Linked DNA regions of Macaca mulatta: region 2 is linked to region 1. Evidence: chromatin contacts called from public Hi-C data. All regions are on one chromosome and are shown on one strand. The core of a region is the stretch at or near the end of the contact, and the rest is flanking DNA. Distances in the headings are between cores, read along the strand shown.

The links. A called contact is a pair of places that touch in the nucleus more often than the background predicts.
Region 2: a Hi-C map of blood shows a contact between it and region 1, with 11 times the contacts expected there. The contact joins the enhancer-like site here to the promoter of CLEC12B in region 1. A contact is called at or near these places in 4 of 14 Hi-C or Micro-C datasets (CD4 T cells, blood, cortical neurons and 1 more).

What each region holds. Positions count from the first base shown.
Region 1 is chr11:10,539,574-10,547,002 of T2T-MMU8v2.0, forward strand. It overlaps CLEC12B (C-type lectin domain family 12 member B), which reads right to left and starts at 4,471. Exons shown (of 6, transcript NM_001194659.2): 1 at 4,253-4,471; 2 at 1,915-2,013; 3 at 59-277. The coding sequence starts at 4,343. It overlaps CLEC1B (C-type lectin domain family 1 member B), which reads left to right and starts at 1,374. Exons shown (of 7, transcript NM_001194753.2): 1 at 1,374-1,397; 2 at 4,266-4,311.
Region 2 is chr11:10,607,200-10,614,628 of T2T-MMU8v2.0, forward strand. No RefSeq gene overlaps it. Among named protein-coding and RNA genes, the nearest start is that of CLEC2A, 13 kb to the right of the region's middle. Within about 2 kb of position 2,607, at least 1 of the 40 cell types and tissues checked has an H3K27ac peak or open chromatin away from gene starts, as enhancers often do. A contact at or near this core is called in blood, where this site is marked.

The DNA.
Region 1 (7,429 bases), core at 3,221-5,720:
AACTTAGACCGGGGCGACATATGCCATCTGACTGGTCAGCAGGTCTAAGTCTGATTACCTGAAGTATGAATGATTAGCTCTTGACACAGTTTGACGGCCATTTGTTCCTGCCTCTTCAGTAGACTGGAGATCTGTGACTTGAGAAATTCCTCCTCCATGGACAAGTTATTGGAGTTGCCCAGTTGCTGGGATAAGTTATCCTGCCGCTGGTGGATGGTTTTCTGAAGTTGACTCAATTTCTCTGAATCTGAGTTAATGTCATTAGATATCTGCAAAACTCCAAGACATGACAGGAGACAAGTTCATATGTTCTTCTATTCTCATAACTGTAGACAATTCTTGTGACAGAAACATTTCTTAATTGTTCACGATTCACTAGTAGCTCTTAGTATTTGAGGTATCATGCAAGAAACAAACCAGATGCCTTTCTATTCCAAATTATTTATAGTTCTTTTTAATTTTATTTACATTTTTATTATTACACTATATTAAAATAATGATTTAATAATTATGTATTTCTGACATCACATCTAAGGAAGGGCCAGTCATTCTGCCACTCATTTTCGTGAAATTATTTTATTTTTGTTTTATTTTATTTGGAGATAGATGATGTAATTGTTGTTTTAATGAAAACAGCATTCTTTGGGACAATGGATATCGCAAACTCTGCAGATGACCTGAGATGCTTGTTTACCAAAAGGTTAAAAAAAGCAGATCTTAATGGCACATCAGACCATTTCTGGTCATGGGTCATGAAATACGCCCTTTTCATAAGCATTTAAGGTGCTTCATCAGCACAACAAATTTAAGAACCACTGCACCAAAAGCACTAAATTTTAGAAAAGAAATGTCACCCTTCTATATCAAACCAATGGACATATGTTATTGCATTTTCACTTAATTTTTAAATATACATTATTGTAGAAGATCAGCTGCTAATCTCATACTGATTGGCTCCAGAATATCTGTCACTGCTGCTTGAACATCATATTCCTTTTCAAAAGAGCAAGGTACATCATTAACCTCTTTTTATGTTGACAAAGATATGTCCAAATCCTCATTATCAATTAAATCTTAAAAAATTATCCATTAAATTATTAAAAAGAAATGAATGTGGCAGAGGAGATGTTAGTATCATTCAGCAAATTAACTTTCTTGACTATGAGTTCCCTGTAAGTGAATACCATGCCAATTCACTACTCTGTATACCATACACTTAACAACTCTATAAAGTTTGTATTCTCAGGATGTTTTCCTCATTACTCAAGAACTCCCTACCATGTTCATCCCCAACTGCCCAAGGATGGGTCAGAATCAATAGACCGTTACTTTGTGGCCGTGGTGCTTGAGAGTGGAGCTTCCATTGTCATGTGGAGATGGTTCAACTCTCTTAGTTGGTAAAGTGTATCAGGCCATTCTTCCTCCTTGTTTATATGTCTTTCTCATTCATAGAAATCAGGCTGCTGCTGCTACTTGGAAGATTTCTCTCCACTAGAGAAGTCTCATGTAAGCAGACTGAGCCTAGTCTAGTGCTAAGTCTTCCTGGTAAATAATATAGCATGCACTTCCTTCAGTACATATTTCTTGACTTTATTTCTCAGCCTTGGAATGATAAGTGAATGTGTGTCTAGGCAGAAAAGAGGCTCTTTATCCTAATGAATAACTAGAAACAAAGAGTCTTCATTTAAGTCCAGTTTAGCTTATCAAGATAAAACAATGAATTTAGAACCACATCCTGATAATGTCTTTTGCCGGTTTATTGGGAAGATATGACGAATAGGAGAGATATGAGACAGCAGAAAAGTATCAGAGGATTCAGGATGCTAGGACCCATCTGCAATCCAAGCTGATTACACATGGTTTACAAATATGTTTTCTACTTGCTTTTGTTGGGTTCGATGCGGATTTACTTACACATCATCCCCAACGTCACCAGCCCAATCAGCAACATCAGGCAAAGAGTTAGCAGACCCAGGGCAGCATGACGCCAAATGGGAGATGGAGCTGGATGCCCTGGAGAAAGCCCACAAAGCAATTAGCAAACAGAACTGCTTTGTGCTTGTTTCGCTTTGGTTTGTTTATTTCTCACACTTAGGGAGCTTCCAGATACTAACATTTCTTTCTTGCTCCTTTAATGCCCTCATTTAGAAAATACCTAATATGGGGCCGGGCGCGGTGGCTCAAGCCTGTAATCCCAGCACTTTGGGAGGCCGAGGCAGGCGGATCACGAGGTCAGGAGATCGAGACCATCCTGGCTAACACGGTGAAACCCCGTCTCTACTAAAAATACAAAGATTAGCCGGGCGAGGTGGCAGGCGCCTGTAGTCCCAGCTACTTGGGAGGCTGAGGCAGGAGAATGGCGTAAACCCGGGAGGCGGAGCTTGCAGTGAGCTGTGATCCGGCCACTGCACTCCAGCCTGGACGACAGAGCGAGACTCCGTCTCAAAAAAAAAAAAAAAAAAAAAGAAAAAGAAATTACCTAATATGAAGTGCAATGAGGGTGCCGTCATTGGTTCCCCTCCATTTCTCCACCACTCTTCTTCCCTTTAAGAGGAAGCTTCTCCTAATTTCAAGGTTTTTGCTTTACACCATTACCCACTTTTCTTCCTCAAGTTTATTGAATTCATAAATGAGAGATCTATAAAGTGTTTTTCTGGATGATACTGACAGTAGGAGACACCTCAAGCTTTTGAGCTCAAAAGTCTCTATAAGGCAGATGTTCTATCTGCCTTGTAAAAGTGGATTCTACTTTTTAAAGTATCTTTTACCTGTTAACAATAACTTATCTATTATTCATGCTATTTATAACCTAATAACTAATGAATGAATACTGAATGAAAGAAAGAATGTGCAGTCTAACTTACAAACAGCAGAATAGACCAGAAAGCCATTAGCATCCTACTTGTAGTAGTTGTTGTCTAAAATATCAATGATTGTCATATTTTCCTTAGCTTCGTGTTCCTTGATTTAGGTCCAAATAACATCTAGCCCAATATTTTAGATATAGCGTTACAGTCTCCAGGTGCACTGATATGCACCATATCCACACCTCCCTTTTTCCTCACAGATTAGAATTAGAAGTTAAAAAAAAAAAGGCAAAAATGTGGAACCACCTTTATTAGACACATGCAAAGTCTATTCCCATCATCTTTTTGTAGCTATCCTTCCCTCAAATGTCATGCACCACACAAAATGTAAAGATAAATCTAGAGGGCAGGAGAAAGAAGTTCAGATGACTGACATGATTCAGGAGAACCTGGATAGTTAACATATCTGAAAATGAGAGATGTGGTCTTATGTCCACAGAATCTGGTTTGATTCTTGAACATGGAGACTGCTATTTATTCCAATTAGGCATAAGAGAATGAGCTGAAGACCAGCACTGAGTCTGGGCTTCCCCACATAGCAGTTGTGTGAGCTTGTTAAATTATCTAATTTCTCTCAGCCTCAGTTTCTTCATCTATGTAATGGAGAAAATACTAATATTCGAATATTATCATGAATTGTCATCACAATTATATCTGTATATAATGTACATAAAATACTACCCAGATACTATTATTACTGGTTCAACATTACAAATTATTTCTTCATCTATGTAATGGAGAAAATACTAATATTCAAATATTATCGTGAATTGTCATCACAATTATATCTGTATATAATGTACATAAAATACTACCCAGATACTATTATTACTGGTTCAACATTACAAATTATACTTGGATTTCAACTACCCTAAAATTTGAAAAACTACTGACAAAAGAGAAACTAGCTCTGATCCATTTCTAATCCACTCACTCATCTTCCAGTTTTCTCTGAAGCAACTTACATCATCTAAAAGAAAAATGTCCTCTATCTTCTCTATTTTAGAAGCCTCCAATCTGGTTTCTGAAAGAATATCCTCCTGGCATCTCTAACAAGGTATAAATATCAAGGATTATATTCATAAAAAGAAATCTCTAATTCCCCAGGCTCAATTTCTGGCATGTCCAGTCAGAATTTTTCTCTACAACACAGAGCTTCCTGAAACATAGTGATATCACACAATTTTAAAGAGGTTCTGAAAGCCACATATTTTCGCTTCAACCTTGGGAACACTCACTCTTCTACTACATTCCACAAGATTTGTTCCCATTTTGGAGATTTCACAGCACACTGTCTTTAACGCCAGCATTAAAGCCGGCACCTCAAATCATTTAACACCTGTCCGCTCCCCCAATGACACAGCTGGTGTTCTCTGAACTCCTACCTTTTTTTCTTAGGTTATTTCCATGTCGGTTATTCCTTGCTCCAGCATAATCCTGAAATGTGAGTGTCGCGTAGGTCACTTCTTCAGACATTGTAGAAGAAAACCCTACTTTAAATTATCTAATTAACGTTTTAATATCTTGAGGCCTGGGAACAGGGTGTCTTTTTCAAGGCTGGGAGCTTTGATATAGACACTCAGCTGACCCAGACACACTCCACTGCCCCTCTGTAAGAGGAGAATGACAATTTGTTTCTCTGCAGAGAAAGTGAGAAAAGTCAAATATTCTCCTTAGAAATATTCTCATTAGAATGTTACAGATCTCAAACTGTCTGCTCTGTCAGCATTGTTTCTTGCTGTGCAGCTAAGAAGGGGTGCTTGGAGGCAGAACGGGAGGAATGTGGAGAACCTCCATGATCCTGGAGGTAGAGGCTGCTCTGAATGTTTCAGAAAAGAGTCAGGTTATCTTCTTTACATCTACCTAAGGCTAGCTAATCTGCCTGGAGATGCTGGTTCTAGTTTATTCTCAGCCACATCAGATATTAAGCAGAAACACACATTAAGACAGGAAGAGCTGTGTCACAGACCTGGCTGCTATTATAGGAAATTCAAACACGTGTGTGTGTGTGTGTGTGTGTGTGTGTGTGTGTGTGTGTGTGTGTGTGTGTGTGAGAGAGAGAGAGAGAGAGAGAGAGAGAGGGATGGTGTTGGTAATGGGGCATGGAGAAGAAATTGATAGCTACTTAGCTACTTAACGTGAGTATGAATGGGAGTGCCCTCTTCTGGCAAGATTGGAAAAGTTCCTAACAGAACAACCACCCTAGAATAATCCTGCAGACAGCAAGGAATACACAGGACAAAATTTTTAAAAGATTTTTAAAACCTGAAGTTTCATGAGAGTGAAAGTGAAAAAAGCAGGTCGATTCTAGAGAGAATGAGACTGGCACGTGGTAAGGTGTTTTTGGTTTTATTTTTTATTTTTTTAAGTTTTTTATTTTTTTATTTTTTTATTTTTTAGATGGAGTCTCGCTCTGTCGCCCAGGCTGGAGTGCCGTGGCGAGATCTCGGCTCACTGCTTTTAGTTCGTTTGTTTGTCTTTCAGTCATTCCTGCAGGGTAGCGGAATTCTTATAGAAAGCATGCTGTATATCCGGATTACAAAATCAGATGATGCTGTGTGGGGCAACCACAGCTACAAAGAGCACTGAAGTAACTGAATATCCATACAACTACTGGTTAATGAGCATCTCTAGAGTGTCTTTAGGACTTGAAGCCTCTTTAAACTTCTATGTATTTAGATTTTATTTTTTTTTAACTTAATAAAATAACCAACCTCTATTTTATCTCGCTTAGGTCTAAAAATACTCTGAAAAGATGCATCCAGTACAATTGAAGTAAACTCACTGCACTGCTTTGTGTGATATTATAAATTTGAACTGTGATATTATAAATTTGAACAACACAACATGAGCAATAAAGAGTTGACAGTTTGTATAAACAGTGTTCTATTATCTGGAAGAACAGGAGAAAACAACATGTTGTACATGTAGTTGGTCATAGGATTTATAGCCATAGGATTTACATACACCTTAAAAAACTGAACCTACTTCTAAACCTACCATAACTTTTCATTAAATTTACTAATTTATATAACAAAGTAAATTGTTGTTAAGAATCTGCGGGAGGTGGAATAATAGCCCTGAAGGATGCCCACGTTCTAATCCTGAGAACCTCTGAATATGGCGGCTCACCTTGGCAAAAGGGACGTTTCAGATACTGTTACGGTTTTTCAATAGTGTAACTGATCAAATAAGCTACGGAGATGCTGTAAATTTTGAAGGTTACAGACCTTGAGATGAGAAAATTACCCTGGATTATCTGGGTAGATGCGATTTGATTACTTGAGTCCTTAAAAATGGAGGATATTTCTTAGATGTGGTCAGAAGGTGATGTGACCAAAACAAAGAAAAGAACGCTCAGGGACATGCAATATTGCTAGCTGAAGAGGGAGGAAGGGAGCCAGGAGCCAACGAATTTGGGCTAGATAATGGGAAGGTAATAAGGAAACAGCGTTTTCCACAGAGCGAGCCTTTAGAAAGGAATATATCCCTAGCGAGAGCCCTGATGTTAGCCCAGTGAGACTCATGTCACACTTTTAACCTGCAGAGCCTTAAGATAATACATGTGTGGCAATTTGTTACAGCAGCAGTATGTAGTCAATACAGAACCCAGGAAAATATGGGCGGGGCAGGGGGACGCTATACATGAGTGATGAAACTAAGGAATCTCTTCTAAAACTTTCCTTTGGGGAGAGGCAGATGATTACATAACTGTACTTAGGTGGAGGATTTGGTATGAGTTTTGTGGTTTCAGATGACTGGGGAGTGATCTAAAACTTCCAACGTTCATGTCTGTGTGGAGATTTTCTTAGGCAAAGGTGTCCATCATGAGGTGCACTCACTCCACAGGTGTGAAGCAGGTGCAGAAAGGCAATGTGAAAACTTTCTCTTTAGGAATATTGTGCATGATCTCTAAACACCTAAATGTACATATGCTGCTTGTTCATTGTTTTTTTCCAAATTGATTAAATACTCAAAAAAATGTTGGAGGCTCTAAGTCATACATCAACAAAACTCCACTATCAAAAATATGGAAACAAATAATAAATCTATACTTTTTACTATTCTAGGTGAATTAAGGCAGAGACCATTGACATTAATAGGACCAGTTTAAATAGGTGATTACAAAAATAAGAAATTAAGAATGGTTTTCTCTCTCTGTTCTGGTCTGTGTTGGTTCCTCCAGGTGGGTTCGTGGTCTCGCTGACCTCAAGAATATAGTCATGGACCTTCAAGGTGAGTGTTACAGCTCTTTTTTTTTTTTTAGACAAGTGTCGCTCTGTCGCCCAGGCTAGACACTCGCAATCTCGCAATCTGACACAGTCTCGGCTCACTGCAAGCTCCGCCTCCTGGGTTTATGCCATTCTCCTGCCTCATTCCCCCGAGTTGCTGGGACTACAGGTGCCCGCCACTGCCCCAGCTAATTTTTTGTATTTTTAGTAGAGACAGGGTTTCACTGTGTTAGCCAGGATGGTCTCGATCTCGTGATCCACCTGCCTCGGCCTCCCAAAGTACTGGGATTACAGTTACAGCTCTTAAAGATGGCACAGACGCAAAGACTG
Region 2 (7,429 bases), core at 1,357-3,856, 66 kb after region 1:
TTAAATAAAAGCAGTTTTTATTAATAAAACAAAGACTTCAATAATAATAATAATAATAATAATAATAATTGGCGATTCCAGCCTTCTCCATCATATTGGAAAAGACAATAGTTCATTAAAAATACTTGGAATTTTCTCTTAGAAAAGGCAGTATTTCATTAAAAGACCCTACGAGGAAACCGTTGGTTTTCTGTTCTGGAAGCAGGGCGGAAGAATTAGTAACACAGTTCTCCCAAATAGCACAGGAAAGTGGAGCCAAAGCACCTTCGAGGCCCCTGATGTTCAACTGCTAGGTCTTAGTTTCCTTTCTTATTTTTCTGATATATTAATTGCTGAATTGTGAACAGTAGAACACACAGAAGATAGAGAAAAGAGTAAACATGATGGGTTTTTTGTTGCTTTGCTTGTTTTTTTTTTCTCTTTGTAACATAATGACATCTGTTTCTCTTTGGAAGATAATGAAATGTGTTTCTCTTTGGGATAATAGAAAGGAAAATAATGATCATCTCAATTTTTATATGTGGAGGCATTGCTTTTCTTCTTTGGGGAATTTTAGGATTTCCCAGAAAATGTAAGTGAACAATTTCTGCTAAAATTATTAACTTAATGATTAACATTATTGTATTACCGATTCAGCTGGATACCAGTAACTAGCCTTTCCTTTCTTAATATAGAAGGATTTAGAGGTAAAAGCAGTTTCCAAGACAGTGCATCTAATTGCTCTTCAAACTTAGTCACCTGCTTCACCTTCTAGAATAATCAGTCTTTTAGTAAATATGTATCAAGCTTCAGGCACAGTGCTACGTGCGGATGATACAATGAAAACAATGGTATTTCTTGCCTGAAAGTAATTCACCTTTAACTGAATAAAGAAGCATGTAAGCAAACAACTGTAACACAAAAGAAATAATTACTAAATAGAACTATGTTCAATTAGAAGCAGGAGAGGAGGTTATAAGTTAGCTGCTTGTAGTCAAGGCTTTAATGAAGGGAGAAATATTTGTGCCAAATCTTAAAGTCAAGTAGGCATTTATCAAGGGTCATCTTAGAAAGAACATACATGTCAGCGAATCACACCAGGTGTAATCATGATGGAATTACAAAGAAGTAGGGTGAGGAATTGGCAATTGTATTACATTTCCCTAGTGCATTAACTCACTGCCATTCATTAGTAATTTATATCTTCTCCTTCATCTTCATTCTCCTCATCCTCATTCTCATGTCTATACCCTTGCTTCCAACTTGTTCTAATTTTAACAATTTGTAGGAAACTTCCAAATTCTCCCATCACCACACCTTCTTACTTACTCCATCTCTGCCCCTACACTCTGCCTAGACTCCTGGCACTGTAGATGCAGTATTCATGTTCTACAATAGATGCTATATTCTTTCACCGGGTCAGTAATATCACCCTAGTAATTCTCCACTCTCCTACATCATCCTTTTTTCATCCTCATCTGAAACATCTCCATCAGCAAATATGACATACTGGTATCTATACCAATCTTGAAGAAATAAACAACAAAAACAACAAACTTTATTAGACCCCACTTACCCTTTAGCAACCAATTTATTGTTTTTCTCCTTGGTACAGCAACCTCCTTAAAAACTTCCTTTGATGGCGTTTTAAAATAGTTTTTATCTTTCCATTTTCTGTTAAATCCACTTGGATCAAGCTTCCACTCTGCTGTTTCCACCAAACTTGTCTTTCAAGTTCATCAATAACTTCCATATTGCTAAATCCACTGGTCCATTCTCCCTCCTCACTTTACCATATAACCTGTCTGCAGCCTTTGGCACCCCCTTTTTCTAAAAAAAAAAAAAATTCATTTGACTTACATGATGCCATATTCTTGTGGTTTGCTTCCTAATCTTTTTACCAACAACCCTGATTTCCTGATTCCCCTTCACTCCAATCTATTTTACGACAAACTGTATAATTTCAGATGCGTAAGTCCCATAAGAGTAGGTATTTCTGTATGGTATGTACACTATTCATAGAGCTACAAAAATGTCTGGCATGTAGTAGGTGCTCAGTCGGTAGTTGTTGACTGCATAGATGAAAGAATGGATTAATTAGTAAATGAATGAGAAAACTGGCTTTCCAGTGACTCAAGTTTTGAATTAAGTACTTGGGTTTTATATTGGTTATTGATTTGAGTTTGACATTTTAAAATAATTTTGAACATGACACTTTCATATAACTTTGATAACTTGATTTTTTCACCTCAGTCTTACACCAGGTCTCAACTACATAGAATCATATTTTGCTAGTTGATCATTCCCGTTAGGGATCTTCCCACTCACAGGTTTGAAGATGAACCAGTTATTTATTTCAGCTGTGGGTAGGAGGTGCTCTCAGAGCTTGTTTCTTTCAGGATTATACCTTAACAAGTAACTTCCTTTATCTAGTGCAGTGACTCAAGGAGTAAAAAGTGGAGAATTAAAAGGGAAATTTTAGCATTCTTTTCTCTCCTTGTTTCTTGTTTCATAAAGGACAAGGAAACAGCGCCACCTTCTGGAGAAATGCTGTCTTTGAAAGACAATATAGCCTCAGTTAAGTCGATGATAGGAACCAACTCACTGAAGTTACGAATATAGAAAAATTTGTTTATTGACACTGCAACTTGTTCTAGAGAGCATAGCAAATTTTAGGAAAGGAATGGATGAATAAAGAAAATTCATGTAGTCTGAAAAAGAAGAAGTGAAAATGACTGGAAGATACTGAATTTCTGGAAGTTTGTTATTGAGTTTTAAAATTTTTCATAGATCTCGTTCTCCAGTGTTTATTCCTTTCATGTTCTGTTCTCAATATTCAATATTTTTGAGTTGATGTTTAAAGTTAAGTCATTCAAATTGAATATGTAAGTAAAACACATTTTATTAGTCTGAGCTATATAATAATATTTTACTCTGAAGCTCACTCTTTCTTTCTCTGATACTTTCTTTATTCTTTTTCTCTATTACCTGGTAATTTCACTTGGAATTCCAAGGCACCTTGGAAATAAGACATGCCTAGAAAATTTAACCATATGTCCACAAGGCTGGAACTGAATCAATAATAATTGCTTCTTTCAATCTGAACATGAAACAACGTGGATCAATGGCTGAGAAAACTGCAAAAGATATTATGGATCCCTGGCCAGGCTCAACTCTCAGAAGGAAATGGTTAGATTTCTCCTTTGCAATGTTAATCTCATTTAATAGCTACTAAAAGACAGGCACTCTTCTAAGGTGTGATACATTAGCAAACCAAAGAGTCAAAGATCTTTGCCCTTGTGGAGTTTACATCCCAGGGGAAGAGATAAGCAATGAAAAATTATCTTATGAAATATGTAAGTTATATATTGTGTTAGAAGCTGGAAAGTTTTACGCAAAAAAGTACAAATTAAGGGATATAATGAGTTCTCCAAGTGGGTTTACTGCAGGTAAGGTTATATCCCAATAAGATGGTGACATTTTAGCAAGGATGTGAAGCAGGTAAGGGAATATCTGGAAGTGATCTTTCCAGGAAAGGAAAATGGCTGGCCCGTGTGTCTTAAAGCCTGTGAATGTCTGGAATATTCAAGGAACAGAAAAGAAGCAGCCAGTCAATGTATCTCAAATGAGGGAGCGAGTGAAGACTGTGGATCATTAGGGTCTTGCAGGCTAAATGGAAAGAGTTTAGTTTCTGCTCCAGGCAAAATAGGGAGATATTGACAAATTATAGGGGAAAATGTAATAGGATCTGACTTAAGTTTTAAAAGAATCATAATCTTTGCTGTGATGAGATTGGCTACTGAGTGGCAAATATAAAAGGAGGGAATCATGTTATAAGGCCTTTGCGGTAACCATGAAAGATAATAATGGACTTAAACAGGGACAACGGCACTGGAGGGGAGTGAGAATGAGAAAACTAGGAGAGATCTATGACAGCACTCTGTATTTTGTAAAAGGAATCATTGATGCATTATCAGGGCCCTCTTTATATTGGTTTGAACTGAGCAAGCACGATGCAAACAAAACGTGGATGTGGGCAGATGGAGCTACATCCAGCAATTGGTAAGCCTTACTAACATGTATTTACTATTAAATGTGTAAAGCGTGGTAAAGATTCTGAGTCTATAATTGGCTTCCTCCATAGAGTCCTCCACATCATCCCATCAAAAGGTCCCCAAAAAATAGATGCCGAAGAGAATATGGTTTTTTGTGAGGTTTTTCGTGAGTTACGGTTTTTCGTGAGTTATGGTGAGTTATGGTTTTTCGTGAGGGTTTGGCATCACATACCAATATTTATGTATATATGTTGAATTGGTATATACCACATGTGAGTCACAAGAGTTCCCTTTATCCTAAACTGGATACAAGTCTAAGCAGTTTGATCCTTTCTTCTTTCGACCTGGGACCTTGCCTTTTGTTTGTTGTTGTTGTTGTTCCTTTGGCCTTTCATTGATGGGAGAGCATTAGAGAGTGTACTGAAGCCTACCAGAGAGTGTACTTTCCACACCCACCAGTGGCCTGACATGGAAGAGATTAAGTTAAGAAGAGAATATGTTTGCCTCAGTTTACCTTTGTTTAAAACTCAAGAACTTCTTTATATTCCATAGCTTGAAAGACTCATCATACACTTAGAATCTTGTTTGTTCTTAAAACACTTAAAAATTTCTCCAATGTCAGGGTGGAGAAAGTCATATAAAGGATATTGAGTTCTCAATATTCTTTGGTGAACTTAAGGTGACCACTAGCTACCATTTATTGACTGCCCACTTCGTAATAGATACTGATTCTGTAGCACTCCATGCCAGACATTACATGTTGTATATAATAAAATTAGTAGCAGAAGTTTCTACATTTGAGAAAATTCTCTTATGATTATTGTATTCACATTCAATTTAGGGTGAAAATGCACAATGATTTGAGAGTGATAATATACCCAATATTATATTTTTATCTTTGAGAAATGTAAAAAAAAATGACACAGATTAAACTTTCTGACTATAAAATGTAATATATTTTCTTGAAAGAAAATATTCACAGCTTAATGTGGCATTACATATTATAAATAGGCCTATCAAAAAATGAGACAGGAGTTAACATTGGTGTATTAATTTGCTAGGACTGCTGTAATAAATGCCACTGAATGGGTGATTTAAAGACAGCCCTAGAGGCCATTAAGTCCAGGTTAAAGGTGTTGGTAGGGTTGGTTTCTTTTGAGGCCTTTCTTCTTGGTTTGCAGATGGCTGTCTTCTCACTTTGTCTCCATGTGGCCTTCCTTCCGTACACACTCAAGTCTGTGTCTGACTTATTTCTTCTTAAAGGGACATCAGTCATATTTGATCAGGGTGCACCCTAAAGACCTTTTCTTACCTCAATCACTTCTTTAAAAAAAAAAACAAACAAACAAATACCTTGTCTCCAAATCTGTCACATTCTCAGGTACTGGGAGTTAGGTATTTAATGTATGAAATTTGGGGGCCGATAATTCAGCCCATAATAGTTGTTTAGTTGGCACTGTGGATTGGATAACCATAAAAATATACATATATTTTGGGAATGGGCAGGATAAAAATTTGAAGTGACCCTAGAAGTTAAGAAAGTGTACACCAGCACTGTGAAGTTCTCCCAAATGATTATAGTATAATTATGTATTATAGAAATGTCTCTAGAAATGTATCCAGAAATGTATCATGATTCGCCATTCTATTTTTCCCCCATTTTGAATTTCATGTTTATATGTATGGCATAAAATATGAATTGAGAAAATCTTTTCTATAGATTTTATTTATGTTTACTTCTGTGTATCGCAATCTATTGAGTAAAGAATACCTGTTTCACTACAGTGATGGTGGTAAAGAGTGGCCAAATGAACATTTATTTCAGCATTAATAGACCAATTTTGTAATATATGAAAGGTATGTTCAATGAAATGTCAGTTACACTCCCTCTCTTTATAATTTCTAAATGGCTAAATATATTGATACATCAATGTTTATTCTACAGTATAAAGGGAAGAATCCAATCCCTCACAAAATGATTTACAATGTTTGCTATAGTATCAACAGCGTAAATTTCCAGGACTGTGTTGTTAGGCACTGAAGTCACATGGTGTCCTTTTCTTCCTACCATCAGGGTCCTGAGGTAAAGTTTGGAGAAAGATATGAGGAGAGCAACAGCTTGTTTCACTTCCTCTACTCCTTCCACACTGCACATGTTTTAGAAACAGGGCTATGGGAGGCCAAGGCGGGTGGATCACGAGGTCAAGAGATCGAGACCATCCTGGCTAACACGGTGAAACCCCGTCTCTACTAAAAAATACAAAAAAAAAAAAAAAAAAAAAAAAAAAAAAACAAAAACTAGCCGGGCAAGGTGGCGGGCTCCTGTAGTCCCAGCTGCTCGGGAGGCTGAGGCAAGAGAATGGCGTGAACACGGAGGCAGAGCTTCCAGTGAGCCGAGATCGCGCCACTGCACTCCAGCCTGGGGGACAGAGCAAGACTCCGTCTCAAAAAAAAAGAAACAGGGCTAATGAAATCTATTTTCGAGGCTGTGCTCAGTTATTTCTCAGGAGGTCCAGTAAACAAAGAATTAATCTCTTTGTTTTGTTCCAGGTTCAGTACTGAAGAAAGTGGTGATTGTGCCTTCATACATAAGACAGGCATAAGTAGTGCCAATTGTAATAATACAAAAAAAAATATGTTTGCAGCAGAAAAAGCTACTGTTCTTAGATAAAGAGTTCTCCCATACAGGAAATAAAATAATTAACAAAAACCCATCTTTTTTATGTATTATAAATGAATATAGATGCATTTCTCTTTTTGTGAAACATATTTTAAGTTGATTGATGAGAATTTAAATAATATTCATCTTCATTGAAATGATTATCACGAAACCTAGAAATTAAAATGAGTTTTTACATGGTGCTGCTAGACTACATAAATTGTTGCATCTAAACCCATGGGCATAATGGTGATCTCAGTCAGAACTGATGTGTCAGCACTTCCTCGGTGGAACAAATTGAAAGGTAAAGGGAAGGGAGTGAAAGATACCTCCACTTGAACAAAATTCTATTAAATCTGACTAAAAGAGATAAAAAGATGCATAAAATTTGGTGAGGATCCAGTGCTTCACTCATCTTAGTGGTATGTCACTCATTTAAACAGAACTACCATTCGACCCAGCAATCCCATTACTGGGCTTATACTCAAAGGGATATAAGTCACTCTACCGTAAAAACATATGCGTGAGTATGCGCATAACAGCACTATTCAAAATAGCAAAGACATGGAATCACCTTAGATACCCATCAATGGTAGACTGGATAAGGAAAATATGGTACATCTACACCATGAAATACTACCCAGCTCTAAAAAAGAATGAGATCATGTGCTTTGCAGCAACGTGGATGGAACCAGAGGTCATTCTACGAAATGAACTAATGCAGGAACAGAAAACC